Linked DNA regions of Gossypium hirsutum: region 2 is linked to region 1. Evidence: chromatin contacts called from public Hi-C data. All regions are on one chromosome and are shown on one strand. The core of a region is the stretch at or near the end of the contact, and the rest is flanking DNA. Distances in the headings are between cores, read along the strand shown.

Region 1 (3,561 bases), core at 289-2,788:
ACTATCATCAAAGCAAAGAAAAAGTGATGAAGACATTTAGAGAAAAAGAACTTTCCACATACTAGGTAGGTTTCCTCCCAGCACCAAACCCTCCACAAGTCGGTTGTATTCAGCACGAAGTATGCTTGTATCAGTGGCCTTGAACCTTCCTACCATGATCCAATTCAGAAATTGACAACGGTATAATCCCCGAGAACTAATCTAAAAGCTGCGCCAAAATATTTATGGAGAACTACTTGAGGCATAAAGAATCCTACTAAAAGAATACATACCTATCAATCTCTTGACTTATCCTACTAAGATTCCTTGTCGCTCCTTCAAGTGTCTGTCTCCTAACACTAACACTAAGTGCTTCAATACACACATTGTCAATATTATGAGCCTCATCAAAGACCACAACGGACTCTTTCTGCATTTCCTTTGATATGATTCCAGCCACCTTTGGATCAAGCAAATATTGATAACTATAAACAACCACATTTGCAAACTGTACCATATGTCTAGCCAAAAAGTACGGACACCACCCTTTCTCCTTCCCAAAGGCCCTCAACTCCTAAAAGAACAGTGCCAAAAACAGAGATTACAAAAATGTTACATCAGTTGTAACATAATCAGTCCAATATAAAGATAAAATCATTCCTTTTGTCGTTAAAATTTGTGTTCCTTTTACTTTTTAACTTCAAACTAATATTGTAACAAAAACACTTTATTCTTTGCTTTTTAAATTGTTGCGCATTTTGCTTTCTACTTCCGGACGTAAACAACCAAAACGCTACCTAAATAAACTTCAAAACTCGGTTCACAATTGGAAACCGAAACTCAAATTATACACTGGTTATATTAAAATACCTGAAGGGTATAAACTCCGGGTGGCAACACGGCGGCAGAAGCAGCCTTCTCATAACTCTCAAAAAACTCACACGTAGTCACATCGGTATTCTCCTCCGCCAAAGCTCGAACCCAACTCGCTGTCAACTTCCTACACCCAGCATCCACCGAATCACGGTTCTCCGCGGCTACAACCGTTGGGTTGACGCACAAGTTCTTCCTGGAGGAAAGCCCCATAGCAAGAATCCTAGCTTGGGGTCCTAAATGTTTAATCTGGTAATTATGCAAAATCTTTAATTCGGCCAGTGTTTTTTCCATCTCGTGGACAGTGCGCGTACAGTAAATGAGCTTCATGGGGCTTTGAGGTTTGGAGAGAGAGTAGCTGGTGATGAGAGATAGTAACGCGATGGTTTTGCCGGTTCCGGTAGGCATTTCGAGAAGGCAATGTCCTTTGGCATCTAAGGTTCGTTTCAGTTCGATCATGTAAGAGTACTGTTCCGGGTAAATGTGATCATAAGGGAAGTAGACGGTGACGTCTTCGATTTGGAACTTCATGGTTTTCTTTCAAGTATTTTTTATGGATTTATTCGGATTCAAACAAGGTAGATAGTTTAAGGTTCAGAGGGTTGCAGAAAGAACGAAGACTGAGAGTTCATTCACTTCGACCTTCGGCTCCATTGGTCGTTCATCTGTTCTGGTTTGAGTTGAGTTGCTTTACTTCTCAAATAACAGAAAATTACAGTGGACCAATAGCTAGCCCGAGACTTATGCTTCACTTCAGCACTGGGCCCCTGGCCTTTTAACTGCCGAGCCATTAAAACCCCCCCCCCAACCAAAAAAAAAAGTATTTGACTTTGCCCTTTTCCCAACCTAAATTTAAAAGGGTTAATATACGGCCTAAACTTGATAATTGTTTCCATATTTGGGGTTGAATCTTTTTCTTTAAGTTAAGCCCTAAACTTGGAAATTATTCTGACATTGGTATCTATACTTTTTTATTGTTCAAGTTAGTCCCTAAACTTGATAATTATTTCCATATCAAATCAAGGCCTAAACTTTTTTTGTCCAAATTAATCCTTGATATTTCATTAAAAAAGGTTGGACCAAAAAAAATTTTCAAACGTCAATATAGAAACAATTATCAAATTCAAAGACTAACTTGAACAAGAAAAACTATTTAAACCCCAATGTGAAAAGAGTTACCTAATTCAAACCTCAATTTGGTAACAAATGTCAAGTTTAAGAACAAATTTAGATAAAAAAAATGTTCAAGCCCAATGTGAAAAATATTGCCAAATTCATCCCCAAACAGTGTACAAACCCATTTAAAAACCTTTAAAATTTGAGAGTAGATGTTGATTAGGTTTCATTGTCATTGTCTCTCAACATCCTCGTTTCACAAATGTTTCAAATCTTGGTTTTCTATGCTTTAACCTTTGTAACCAAAAGAAATATTTTGGTTATGTATTCGTCAAATAAATTGCCTTTGCATAATTGTATTCAAGTAATGCTTAAACTTTACAGATTCTAGGGAGCTACAAAACGGAGGAGTCAATAAGACAGTATAACATACAAAGTTGAAGTTCAGATTGCAGGTTATAAAGCTGAAGTTGAGTGCAGTAATCGGCCATTTACAACCACAGCCATCAAACTTGCAGCTTTGTCAATCAATTAGTACGAACTCTTACATCTATGCATATAGAAAGTATAACAAGCCTCTTAATGAGACAGGAAGACAGCATTTCATCATGGGTCAATGAACCTCTCATTCTTCTTCTGGTGTCTTGAATGCTATGCCTTTTATTGCATGCCGACACTGAAACCTGTAAAGAATGAAATAGGTTATAAGCAACGTTGGGACAACCTCAATTCATACACTTCTGTGAAATCCTCTAAGATAATTTGATTTAAATATTGAACCATATGTAAAGACTCGCTTTCAAGTTAAGCAACCTTCAACAAGGTAACCAGCTGCTAGGTTTTCTTGTAAATGAGTGCAAGAGAACATCAATACAAATATTGATAGTCACTTAACATCTACCAAAGTGGTGGGGCACCTTAGTTTGCCAATATCATATGTGTGAATCACCTTCTGCATGCTTGAACTAGAAAAGTATAACCTAAACATACAGCTTTAGAGTTGAGAAAGACTATGTTCTCAATGTCAATATGGGGATTTCACAGTCAGCTTGAAACCATTCTTACAATGACATTCATGGCCGTGTACTACAGTCTATTATTACAAAATCAGTCTCTTAGTTTAAACCAGAAGTTCAAAAGATAATTTTGAAGATTGAACCATCTTGACTTTACCTATATTAAACCTTTTCCCTGCTTAAATTTTTTCCAAAAAGGTTTATTACATAGAAGGGGATCTTAATTTTCCATTTGAACCAAAATAGTTGGATCTGAATTCTGAACTACAGCAGTTGACAACAATTATGATACAAAGTAAATAAGTTAGATGCAAAGAAGCCCTGTACCAGATTAGATCATTTGAAGAATCTATCCCTGTTGATCTGCCAGGCAGTGAATTGTGATCCTCATCAATTTTCAAACCTTGGGTTCTGCATCTAAACCGTAACCTGAAAGGCACAATCTGGGAAAGGAAAGATGCATCAACTTACTGCTTACAAACTAAAAGTGGAAATAGCAATGCATATAGCTAACACTAGTGCATAAACAATTTGTTAAATTGTAGTTTATTTTATGATTTCATGGGAGATCTGAGCC
Region 2 (3,561 bases), core at 779-3,278, 260 kb before region 1:
AATGTGTATTAATTGATGCTCTATACGTGCCTTTAGCTATTAAGAGTGTGCAACTTTAACATGATAATAGTGGAAGGGATGAGAACATTGTTGTTGTGTGGCATACTTGTGGTCTTGGTCGCTTTGTGTCCCATTATACTTTTGAATGATTTGTTTCAAAGGAATATAATCAGCCCCTATTTGCAAATTCATTCACAGGTGATGATGTGCCGCCATCAGCATTTTGCATGACGAATGTGGGAGAATGGGACAAATTTAGGACTATAGATATGGATAAAGAGGTCATTTTACTTCCCTTGTTCGTCAAAACTTTTTCAATGTTATAAAAAGATTTTGTAATTGAAGAAGATAACCTTAAGCAAATTCAGAATAGGAAAACTATTGGTAAGTGTATAAGGAGGAAGATATTATATCTGATTTTGTAATTGAAGATGATAACCTTAAGCAAATTCTAGAATAGGAAAACTATTGTGGATACATGCTCACATTATTGTATATTCCTTTATGTTAGGCTAATATTATTGGCGCCTTAAATAATTCATCTATGAAGAAGAAATTTCATGCTGACGCTGATAAGGCAGCTTTCTTGAGTGCATGGCGAAGAGTTGATTGCCGAACAAGAGAAGCACTTCGCCGTAGCTTTCTTTCAGATCTTATTGCGAGCTATGAGGTACATGATTTTGCTTTTGATTCTTTGAGAATGGTTATTATTAATAGGTTCTTCTCATGAGCTTTTTCTTCTATTTTGTTTACAAGTTATTCACTATGTTGTTTTCTTTTCTCAAAATCAAGTGCAAGGAGGGTAGGGCTATGCCGGGTTAATGTCGGTATGAGTATGCTATAGATCCCAGCTTAATATTTATGCTATAATAGTATAATTGAAGGGATAAGTAGTGGTTAAGATAGACTTAATGCGATTAGTGTGTTTAGTAGCATACCAGACTCCAGATGTATTCCATGAGAGATGGAATTCATATGCTCAAAAGGCTTGAGAGCAGATTTCTGGTTGAAAATTTTATGTCATTAACTATTTAGATAAGTAAACAGGTAATGTACGAGAGTGAAATATGGTTCAACATAAGACCACTCAAGTTAAATATTCCCATTCTTACTCTTAGGCAACTTGGTAATACCTAAACCCTTTCTCTTTTTTCAGGACTGCATACGGACCTTCATCCAGGAACGTGGACATGGGGATGTCCTTGCTTTACAGGTCCAAGATCCTTTCCATAGATTGTTGCTGCATGGTGTCTGTGAGGTAACCCCTCGATCTTTTCCCTTTTTCTGAACATGCTTGCTTCGTTAAATGCAATGCTGAGTTGGTTACTGATGGAAATTTTTGTTCAGAAAATAGCTCTCTGATTCTTGCTGCAACCAGTGTTGGATTTAATATTGAATATTGATGAATATCTTACACGGTGAAAGTGTAATAATTTCTTCCCTAACATTCGTTAAACAGTTCTACAACGTGGTCTCGGTAACAGTTACACAGTCAAAGGGTGCGGAGTCACTAAAGGTGACGAGGATAAAGAAGAAGAAGACAGGGGTGGTTGAGCTCCCTAATATCACCTTGTCCAATTTCCTGAAAATGTCAAAGGAGGGCATTTGGTAGTTCTAGGGGCAGAAATTCGCCCCCCCCCCCCAATTCATGTTCATAAATAAGATAAGTTTGTGCACAATGCTGCGCTCGATGGAGTAATTTATTTGCGTTTAGTCATCATCTGTATTGTAGCTTTGTGAAGCTAAGGTGCCTGGATTTAATTTATAATTTCTTCCCAGTCAACAGAACAGGTTGATTGCTGGTTTAGGGTTTAGTTAAAGAACATGATGATTCCAAGCTGTTGTATGATATGATGGATCAAAAACTATATTTATATGTTTACTGTTTATTCCAGGCCTATGTGGCCATGTCAATTATAACATCCAACTCTTAAAGTCCATAAAATCATGTTGAACTCGTTCTATAAACTAAACTTGATTTAAGAAGAAAAAATATATGAAATTTTTATATAATTAATTAACAATAAGGCTGTATTTTCATTTTCTCAACTCTAAAAACCTCTCCAATGGAACTTGGGAGCTTTAGCAGATTTTATTTATAAAACAAGAATGGTATATTTAATTTGATACAAGTATTTTTTTATGGACATAGCTTAACTTGACCTAAAGTCTACTTTACAGATTAAAAAATTGAAGAGGAAATTGATTAAAAAAATGAATGGCAATTTGAGGTGGTCTTGTTTAAATTGGCTTTGGCTTTTGACCTTTTTACTTCTTCAGCACCATCATTTATCTCCGTTCAACTCCAAAGTTGAGAAAACTGTGTTCTCTCAAACTCAAATCTTAGTCTGAGCAACATGGCCAAAACACCCATCAAATACTATGTGTTAATATCTCTGTCTCTTATCTTTGCTCGTTTATTTCTGTGCTACTGCTCAACTCAGTCTTATCCCGAAAGAATGAGTTGGGTCAAGTCATAAGCAGGTTGGAATGTTTGATTCTTGAACAGGTTGACGCATTCACCAACTCCGCCTTCAAGGGGAACCCAGCTGCGGTTTGTTTGTTGGAGGAAGAAAGAGATGAGAAATGGATGCAAGCAGTGGCTGCTGAGTTTAATATCTCCGAGACTTGTTACTTGACTCGGATCACCAATTCCACCTCTCCAAACACCAGGTTTCGTCATAGATGGTTTACCCCTGTTGCCGGGGTCACTTCTCTTATTTCCAACACCCTTCACTAATAGATTGGATGTTTGATATGCTCAATTATTCTTGATTAAACCTTAAAGCTCGACTCAAATGTGAAGTGGTAATATAGCAATTGCGACCTGGATATTAATTGTTTACCTCTTTGGCAGGTAAATCTATGTGGTCATGCAACCTTAGCATCTGCTCATACTCTCTTTACAACTGGTTTGGTAAATTCAAACATTATTGAATTTGATACATTATCTGGAATCCTAACTGCTAAAAAGGTTCCAGATGTTTGTCCAACCAATGTCTCCGAGGTTCAGAATGGCGGAGTGAGCGACCACTTTCTGATCGAACTGAATTTTCCTACAGTTCCAGTCACCGACTTCAATTCTGCTGAGGCTTCACTTATATCGAAAGCCTTGAACGATGCTCCACTTATTGATGTTAAGAGAACGACTACCGCAGATGATATCTTTGTAATTCCTCAATAACACTAGTAATTTTTTTTTTGTTTCTTGATTTTCTCTTTTCTCATGCTTGAACAGGATCATTAACATTTCTGGTTTAAGTATCAGCCTTGCCTGGTTATTAGTTAAAATCACTACGTGCTTCTGAGTACATCAATATTCTTTTTTGAGAGAGATTAAAGTTACTTTTAAAATAGAAGTACGATTAAAAATGTGGATTTTATTTGCATAAGCAAAGCCTGAGTTCTCCTATTGCTTTCAATTTTGATTAGCAAGCTATATGCATATATGGTGTTACTGGTTCTCCAAGTGACTGAAATAGGGATAATGTGCTTTTGTTGACACATTTGATACTTTTACGTTTGTTAATGATAGTGTAGTGATAGGGGATTTCTTTTTTC

Evidence for each region. Hi-C and Micro-C count contacts between places; a contact is called where the count stands out from the background.
Region 2: a contact with region 1 is called in a Hi-C map of leaf, with 1.8 times the contacts expected there. The contact joins the promoter of LOC107908100 here to the promoter of LOC107914545 in region 1. A contact is called at or near these places in 2 of 34 Hi-C or Micro-C datasets (hypocotyl and leaf).

The regions. Positions count from the first base shown.
Region 1 is chrD08:10,346,571-10,350,131 of Gossypium_hirsutum_v2.1, reverse strand. It overlaps LOC107914545 (general transcription and DNA repair factor IIH helicase subunit XPD), which reads right to left and starts at 1,538. Exons shown (of 12, transcript XM_016843489.2): 1 at 850-1,538; 2 at 273-553; 3 at 63-145. The coding sequence starts at 1,383. LOC107914555 reads right to left here. Exons shown (of 7, transcript XM_016843499.2): 6 at 3,312-3,427; 7 at 2,300-2,651. The coding sequence ends at 2,594.
Region 2 is chrD08:10,606,118-10,609,678 of Gossypium_hirsutum_v2.1, reverse strand. LOC107908100 reads left to right here and starts at 2,028. Exons shown (of 4, transcript XM_041099830.1): 1 at 2,028-2,707; 2 at 2,858-3,169. The coding sequence starts at 2,591. LOC107914499 reads left to right here. Exons shown (of 7, transcript XM_041099832.1): 4 at 199-281; 5 at 512-670; 6 at 1,157-1,258; 7 at 1,348-1,914. The coding sequence ends at 1,362.